2 separate regions of the Mus musculus genome follow, and region 2 is linked to region 1. The links are chromatin contacts, called in public HiChIP or PLAC-seq maps. All regions are on one chromosome and are shown on one strand. The core of a region is the stretch at or near the end of the contact, and the rest is flanking DNA. Distances in the headings are between cores, read along the strand shown.

The links. HiChIP or PLAC-seq counts read pairs in DNA pulled down with a chosen protein or histone mark.
Region 2: a contact with region 1 is called in an H3K4me3 HiChIP or PLAC-seq map of bone marrow-derived macrophages, with 6 times the contacts expected there. The contact joins two enhancer-like sites. A contact is called at or near these places in 2 of 15 datasets of contacts at CTCF or cohesin (large pre-B cells and pro-B cells), 26 of 484 Hi-C or Micro-C datasets (the C10 cell line, CD4 T cells, CD8 T cells and 18 more) and 3 of 115 datasets of contacts at active chromatin or transcription factors (bone marrow-derived macrophages, cardiomyocytes and thymic regulatory T cells).

What each region holds. Positions count from the first base shown.
Region 1 is chr1:60,157,037-60,160,400 of GRCm38.p6, reverse strand. No RefSeq gene overlaps it. Among named protein-coding and RNA genes, the nearest start is that of Nbeal1, 22 kb to the left of the region's middle. Within about 2 kb of position 1,485, at least 52 of the 459 cell types and tissues checked have an H3K27ac peak or open chromatin away from gene starts, as enhancers often do. A contact at or near this core is called in CD8 T cells, Th1 cells, bone marrow-derived macrophages and 1 more, where this site is marked.
Region 2 is chr1:60,939,704-60,943,067 of GRCm38.p6, reverse strand. The region is part of intron 9 of Gm34649 (a long non-coding RNA gene); the gene reads right to left. Among named protein-coding and RNA genes, the nearest start is that of Gm34649, 20 kb to the right of the region's middle. Within about 2 kb of position 1,842, at least 58 of the 459 cell types and tissues checked have an H3K27ac peak or open chromatin away from gene starts, as enhancers often do. A contact at or near this core is called in CD8 T cells, Th1 cells, bone marrow-derived macrophages and 1 more, where this site is marked.

The DNA.
Region 1 (3,364 bases), core at 236-2,735:
GTTCACTCCAGTCAACCCCACTCCCTCTGGTCAACCCTGCTCACTCTGGCCCAAAGATTTATTTATTGTTATAATTAAGTACATTGTAGCTATCTTCAGATGCACCAGAAGAGGGCATCAGATCCCATTACAGGTGGTTGTGAGCCAACATGTGGTTGCTGGGATTTGAACTCAGGACTTTACCCGGTGAGCCATCTTGCCAGCCCCATAATTCCTTCTTCTGTCTGTGTAAAATATTCCATGTTAAGTACATGCCATATCGTGTTTATCCATTCATCAGTTGATGAATACTTGGGCTATGTCCCCTCCTTAGCTATTGTGAATAATGCTGTGATTAGAGATGCCATGCAGGCATCCATGTGAGTCCATTTGCCTTACAACAAAGAATGGAATTGCTGGATTATATGCCAATGTTTTACTTCTCTGGCACAGGCAAATGGGAGTTATTTTCCAAACTAACCACAGAAGGAAAAGTTACTAGTCATTTGAGTTACATTAAGATTAAGAGGGTTTTTTTGCATTTAATTCCAGCACTAAGGCAGGAGAGTCAGGCAGATCTCTGTGAGTTCAAAGGTAGTCTGGTCATACTGAGCTCCAGGCCAGTGAAGTCTATATAGATAGTATGACCTTGTCCCAAAATAATGAAACAAGGCTTGGTGGCAGTGGTGCAGGCCTTGAATCCCAGCACTTAGGGAGGCAAAGGATAACAGATGTCTGAATTTGAGAGGACAGGCTGGTCTACAGAGTGAGTTCCAGGACAGCCAGGACTACACAGTGAAACCCTCTGTTGAAAAACCAAAACCAAAGAAACAAAAACAAAGATTAAGAGGGGCAAAGGATATACCCCAGTGGTAAAAGTGTGTGTTGAGCACAAACAAGGCCCTGGGTTCAGTCTCTAGCAAATAATAATAAAAACTGTTCATGGATAGTTGTGTAAAACTATGGGCTTTTCTATGCCTACTGAATAATGACAAGGAGATCTTTACATTTATTAAAAGCTTTAGGTAGATACTCATATATTCTAACCAGACTATGCTGACCTGGCCTACCTTCCCAGCCACATGGCCCATTACCTGTCATCTTAGTCTTGCCCTGGGTCATCCTTCTTCATCTATGTCCCTACCCTATGTCGACTTCCCTGTTCCCCTTCCCGAGACCCTCTCTCACTTTCCCTGGGCCAGAAGTCTTTTCCTCTCCTGCCCAGCTATCGGCTGTTCAGCTATTTCTTTAACCAATCAGAAGGTTATGGAGAACCATGGTTTACAAAACACCGAGTGAGGATATGCTTCATAATAATGACTGCAACCAGATCTTTGGGTGCAGAAATCAGCATCTGGATACACAATACACAAAAACATCCCCCAAAAGTTGCCCTCCAAATTCTAGGTAAATAAAGTTAGCCAGCAGCAGCCTGTGATTCTGTACAATGAAGCTAATTCAAACCACAGCAGTAGGAAACCGTCCATCCTTCCTGTGGTCTGACAGTGTTTCACTGAAACCCTCAAGATTCCAGGAAGACATATATTGCCCACTTTCTCTTGATACTGTTGATTCTATATAGGCACATAAAATCATTCATGACATGAAAGTAGAGGGAATGGGTGAGAAAAGAAAGATACTGGTGGGGGGATGGGGAGAAAAGGGTATTGGGTTGCACTATAATAATTCTTTTCCTGCTAAGTTGAAGATGGCGTGATCCCCAACATGCAATTCTATTTCAGGCCTGGTTTGCTTCTGCCCTCTGCTGGGTGCTGGGATGGTTACTCTTGGTTGTCAACTTTATTACATCTGGAACCAATTAAAAAAACCAAAACCAAAACCAAAACAAACCCCAAGCAGCTGAGCAGACCTCAGAGGGATTTTTTTGACTGTATCATTTAAGGATGAAAGATCTGCCCTAACTCTGGATCATTTGGGGTGGGAAGACTCGCCCTAAATCTGGACCACACCTTCTAGTGGCTGCCCACGTGAAATGACATGAAAGAAAGCTTCTGCATTTTGCCTACTTGCCTTCTCTTTAAGGAAAGTTCATCTATTTTGTAGCTTATGAATTCCTCTACTGATAGTAGATGTTAGAATGCACTTCTTCAGGATTCCAGTGCACACTGAAGACTAACAGCTTTCTAGGACTTCTCTGCGTCTCTAGCATGAGATTGGGACTGCTGACCCATCACTACTACTGGAATCTTGCCTTGAGATAGCCATCGTGGGGTTATTTGAACCATTCTAATAAATGTGTGTGTGTGGATGTGTGTGTACATGCACATTCAATTGTTTGTTCCTTTAGAGAAGCTTTACTGATACACTGCTGAGTAACCTTAGAGCTTGGTAAGTGAAAAGGGAGGGCAACCTCAGAAGCTTCAGCAAGTGAAGCTGCCACTCTCTGAAAGGAACAAACTGACTTGATAAGTTGGACTTGTTTGGATTGTTTTGTATGTTAGCACCACCACCCCAATCAAGTGGCAAGAGTCTTGTCTTGTCTTGTCTTGTCTTGTCTTGTCTTGTCTTTTCTTTTCTTTTCTTTTCTTTTCTTTTCTTTTCTTTCCTTTCCTTTCCTTTCCTTTCCTTTCCTTTCCTTTCCTTTCCTTTCCTTTCCTTTCCTTTCCTTTCCTTTCCCTTTCTTTCTTTCTTTCTTTCTTTCTTTCTTTCTTTCTTTCTTTCTTTCTTTCTTTCTTTTTTAATGTCTTCTTGGAAAACTCATACATGGAAACCATTATGTACTTACTACTTTTATAAAACAAAGTCTGCTAGTACTGTTTAGAAAACAAGATCGGATTTGTCACATGCAAGGTAATGAGCGTGTAAACTGGTATGATATGTTTGCAGAGTGGAATGGGAAACCTAAGTGTCAGGTCCAGGAGGGCAGTGCTGGTGACAAGCCAAAGGTTTAAAGCAGATCTCTTAAAGTGCTTTCTGTTCAATAGAAAGTTTCCCTAATCCTCCAGGAACCTTCCTTAACCAGCTCATAAGGGTCAACTACCTTAGGCAAGAGCACTAGTTCCCAAGTCAATCTGGACAGCCCAAATCCAGTCAGAGCCCCACCCTGCTAACTGTCATAAAATCTACTTGCTTTGCCACTATTCTGCTCTTTCTGCCCAGCCCCCAACTCTCCACCCACCGGAAATGGCCTTGGCAGTTTGGTCCCAACAAATTATTCTATCTGCTATGGAACAGTCTGGTTCAGTAGTTTCATTTGGGGCTAAGGTTATGTTTTAAATTGTAATTACTGTGTTTAAGAGATCCATAAAATGCTGGGCAGTGGTGGCAAATGCTTTTAATCCCAGGACTTGGGAGGCAGAGGCAGGCAGATTTCTGAGTTTGAGGCCAGCCTGGTCTACAGAGTGAGTTCCAGGACAGCCAAGGC
Region 2 (3,364 bases), core at 593-3,092, 780 kb before region 1:
CAAGGTCAGCCTGAGCTATACAAACTGTTTCATACACACACACACACACACACAAAGTAAACTGAATGAGTGTTAACTATTTTAGTTTTTATAAAACTATAGAGTTCAAAGTTCCAGACGTGTAAGATTAAAAAATTCTAAAATAGAATAATCTCATGTACAATGGGAGTCTAATGTATGGGACAAGAACTTTAGCTACAATATATTGGAAACTAGTTATTTTCTAAAATATTTGGGAGTGTTTGCATGTATGTGTAGTACATATGCATGCACACATGTATGTGGACACAAACATGTGTGGGTGTGCATGCATGTGTGTACGCTTGCAGAGGTAGCCCAAGGTCAATGCCAGAAGTCTTTTTTGAGCATTCTCCACCTTATATATTGAAGCAGGGTCATTCACTAAACCTGGAGCCTGCTATTTCAGATAATCTGAGTAGACAGCTTGCTCCAGGGAACTCCAGCACCTGCCTCCCTTATGCTGAAATTAAAGGCAAGCTGCCACACCCACTTGGCCTTTGCAAGGGTTCTGGAGCTCTTAACTCTGATGGTTCTCAGTCTTGCATGAAAAACACTTAACTAACAGAGCCATTTCTCCAACCTAAAAGAGCCTAACATGTTAGAGGTCTCCAAAAAAGGAGCAGAGAAAAAGAGTTGGGGCATCTAAAGAAAGAAAAATTGGCTCGTGCAACTATAGAGGCTGGCAAAGTCTAAAGGTCTGCTGATAGCCAACAGAGCCCCAGGGGAGTCGCTATATGCTTCTAGTTTAGATTGAGATTAGCCTGAGGATGAGGAAATAATTGGTGGCATTATCAAGTATCTGGGCATCGTGTGGACCAGTGAACAGATAAAATTAGCTACCAAGGTCTTTCATCAATAGACTTCTGGATCTAAGCCAACAAAAGACAGATTCACGTGACCCACACAAACACCAATGAATCTATCCTTGACAAATGCTAATGGCCAAGGTGCTGGTGGAGATGAGGGTAGAGCAGGAGAAGGGACAGGCCTCCTTGCTGAACCTGTTCTTTAAGCTGAAGAAGAAGGCAGATACATGAGAGCCAGCGATGGTCGCCTCCTTTACCGTGAAACTCAAACCGTAGATCTTGACATTTACAAGTGAAATAGAGAAAAGTTAAAAGGTAACATACAGGCTCAGAGACTTTCATGTCAAGGGGGGGGGGGGAGATTCTGCAAAGGGAGAGAGGCTATTGAGAATGGCACTACAGTTCTGTGGTTTTTCTAGAAAGCAGGGGCCACAGGGTTTGGCAGTAATAAGCTACTTCCATACCCTTAATATTCACAAACACAGAAGATTGAGGAGAGGAAAAGGCCACAATAGAAACAAAGTAGGGGAAGAAACTTTCTTACCAACTGGAATTTTACAAACCACAGAATTCTCTGCTGGCAATCTTAAAGAGCCCCACAATGAAGATTAAACCTATGGTCTGGGCCCATTGGCATTCACATCAAATACCCCATAAATGCTCAAAAATGAAAATAACAGGAAGGGGGAAAAAAAAGAAAAATCTCTATAGAAGTTCCAAGTAGGGTAAAAAGATCACCAAAAAGAAATTTTGAAGCTAAGTCAGCACTTTGTAGTGGGAAGTGAAAGAGAGAAGAGGAACTGAATTTCAAAACTCAAGAGAAGCTCCATAAGTCAGAAGGTACCATTTGTGGATCTGAGTACAATTTTCTCTGGGATTTGTTTAGTGGTAGCAAATTCTCTATCTGCAGTCCATTGCTGAGGCTACATTAGTTTTCAGGCCATCATATGGACCACATAGCATAGGAAACCCAATCAGAGGCAAGAAGACTCAGCTATTGCTTGAGTGTGAGCCTATAGCTCATGCCCTCAGTGCATTAGGGAGAACACCTAGCGATACCACAAGAGCTGCACACCTGACCAGCAATATCCTGTTTTGAAAAAACTAAAGAAAAGTCAGTTAATTGCCATCATTTGAAGATCAAATCTGGTTACTACCTTCTAGGCTGAAAATCTTCTTTTTCTAATTAAGATCCTGGAAATCTTCCAAAGGGGATGTGTGCCCTCACCCAGCCCCTCCTACCCAAGAAAGCAGCTCTTTGCCTTGTGCCACAGCAGAGAGAGAGAATCACCCATGTCCGGGTGTGTAGAAATGGTACCTTGTTTCCTGACCACTCTTAGAACTGTAGCAAGAGGTAGAGAAATTGGAAGCAAAGGAGTTGGAACAGGGAGATAAAGCAAGGGAGCAATACCAAAGGGGAAAAACCCCATGCTTGCTTCTCTCTCATTTCCCCTTTCCAAACACAATCTGCAGAGGAGCTCAAACACAAGCTTTCTTTTCACTTTTCCAATAAGTATGTTTGTTACCCCTCCCACTGAAGGAAGTTTTCCAAACCCTGTTGGTTTGTCTTAACAGGTTGGAGGGATTCCCATTAGAAAAGAGACACTGGAGAGCCCTAGTTAATAACTCCTGAGCAGGAGAGCACAGGTCACATCTCTCTGGACAGGTGGCATACAATACACTCTGTGTCTTAAGCCAATGCCAGTTCTGAAAAGGACAAGATGGAGTAACTGGTGTTTGTCAAGCAAAGCTAAGAGATGAGAAGGGATGGGGACCTCTGCCAACAGGATGAGCCGCTCTAGGCGACAAAGATAAGGTCACCCAGGCATTTAAAGGGTTAAGTCAAGATGAGCAAAAAGAAAAGGAATAAGCTGAGACCCGGGGTAAGTGAGACAGAGATGGCCCACCACACAGTTCGTGACTCCAGATCTCATGCATCATGGTATCCAGTATTTTAGATTTGCTATTTTTGTTTTAAAATTATGTGCATGTGTAAGTGTGGATGCCACTAGAGGTCAGAAGAGGGTGTTAGACCCCTTGTAGCTGGAGTTGTGGGTGGTTGTGAGTCATCAGATCTAGGTTTCTGAACATGGGTCTTCTACAAGAACAGTACATGCTCTCGACCACTAAGGCATTCCCTTATCCCAGAGTGTTTTAGATAACATGTCACCCATATAAGTTATACTCTGGTGCCCCTTCTTACCAGACCATTCTCATCTTAAGGAACTCACTTCCTCTCCAAAGATAGAGACCTTTGACCACATGACTCAAGAATGCTATAACAGAAGACAGTTGTATCCTCAGCTAAGTTGGGTGCCCTGATCATGCCTATGGTCCATCCATGTCCTTGATGATGCAGAACTTTAGGGTTACTTGACTCCAAAGAATGCACCTGCCCATTCAGGTTGTTCCTGCAGGATCTTCAAGTTCCCAGGATTTCCTGAATCCCAGCCTTCAGTATCTGTAGGGTTTTCTAAAGTTTCCTTCTATCCCAGTGTTTACAACATGGATCCCCACATCCCTCTTCAACTACATCC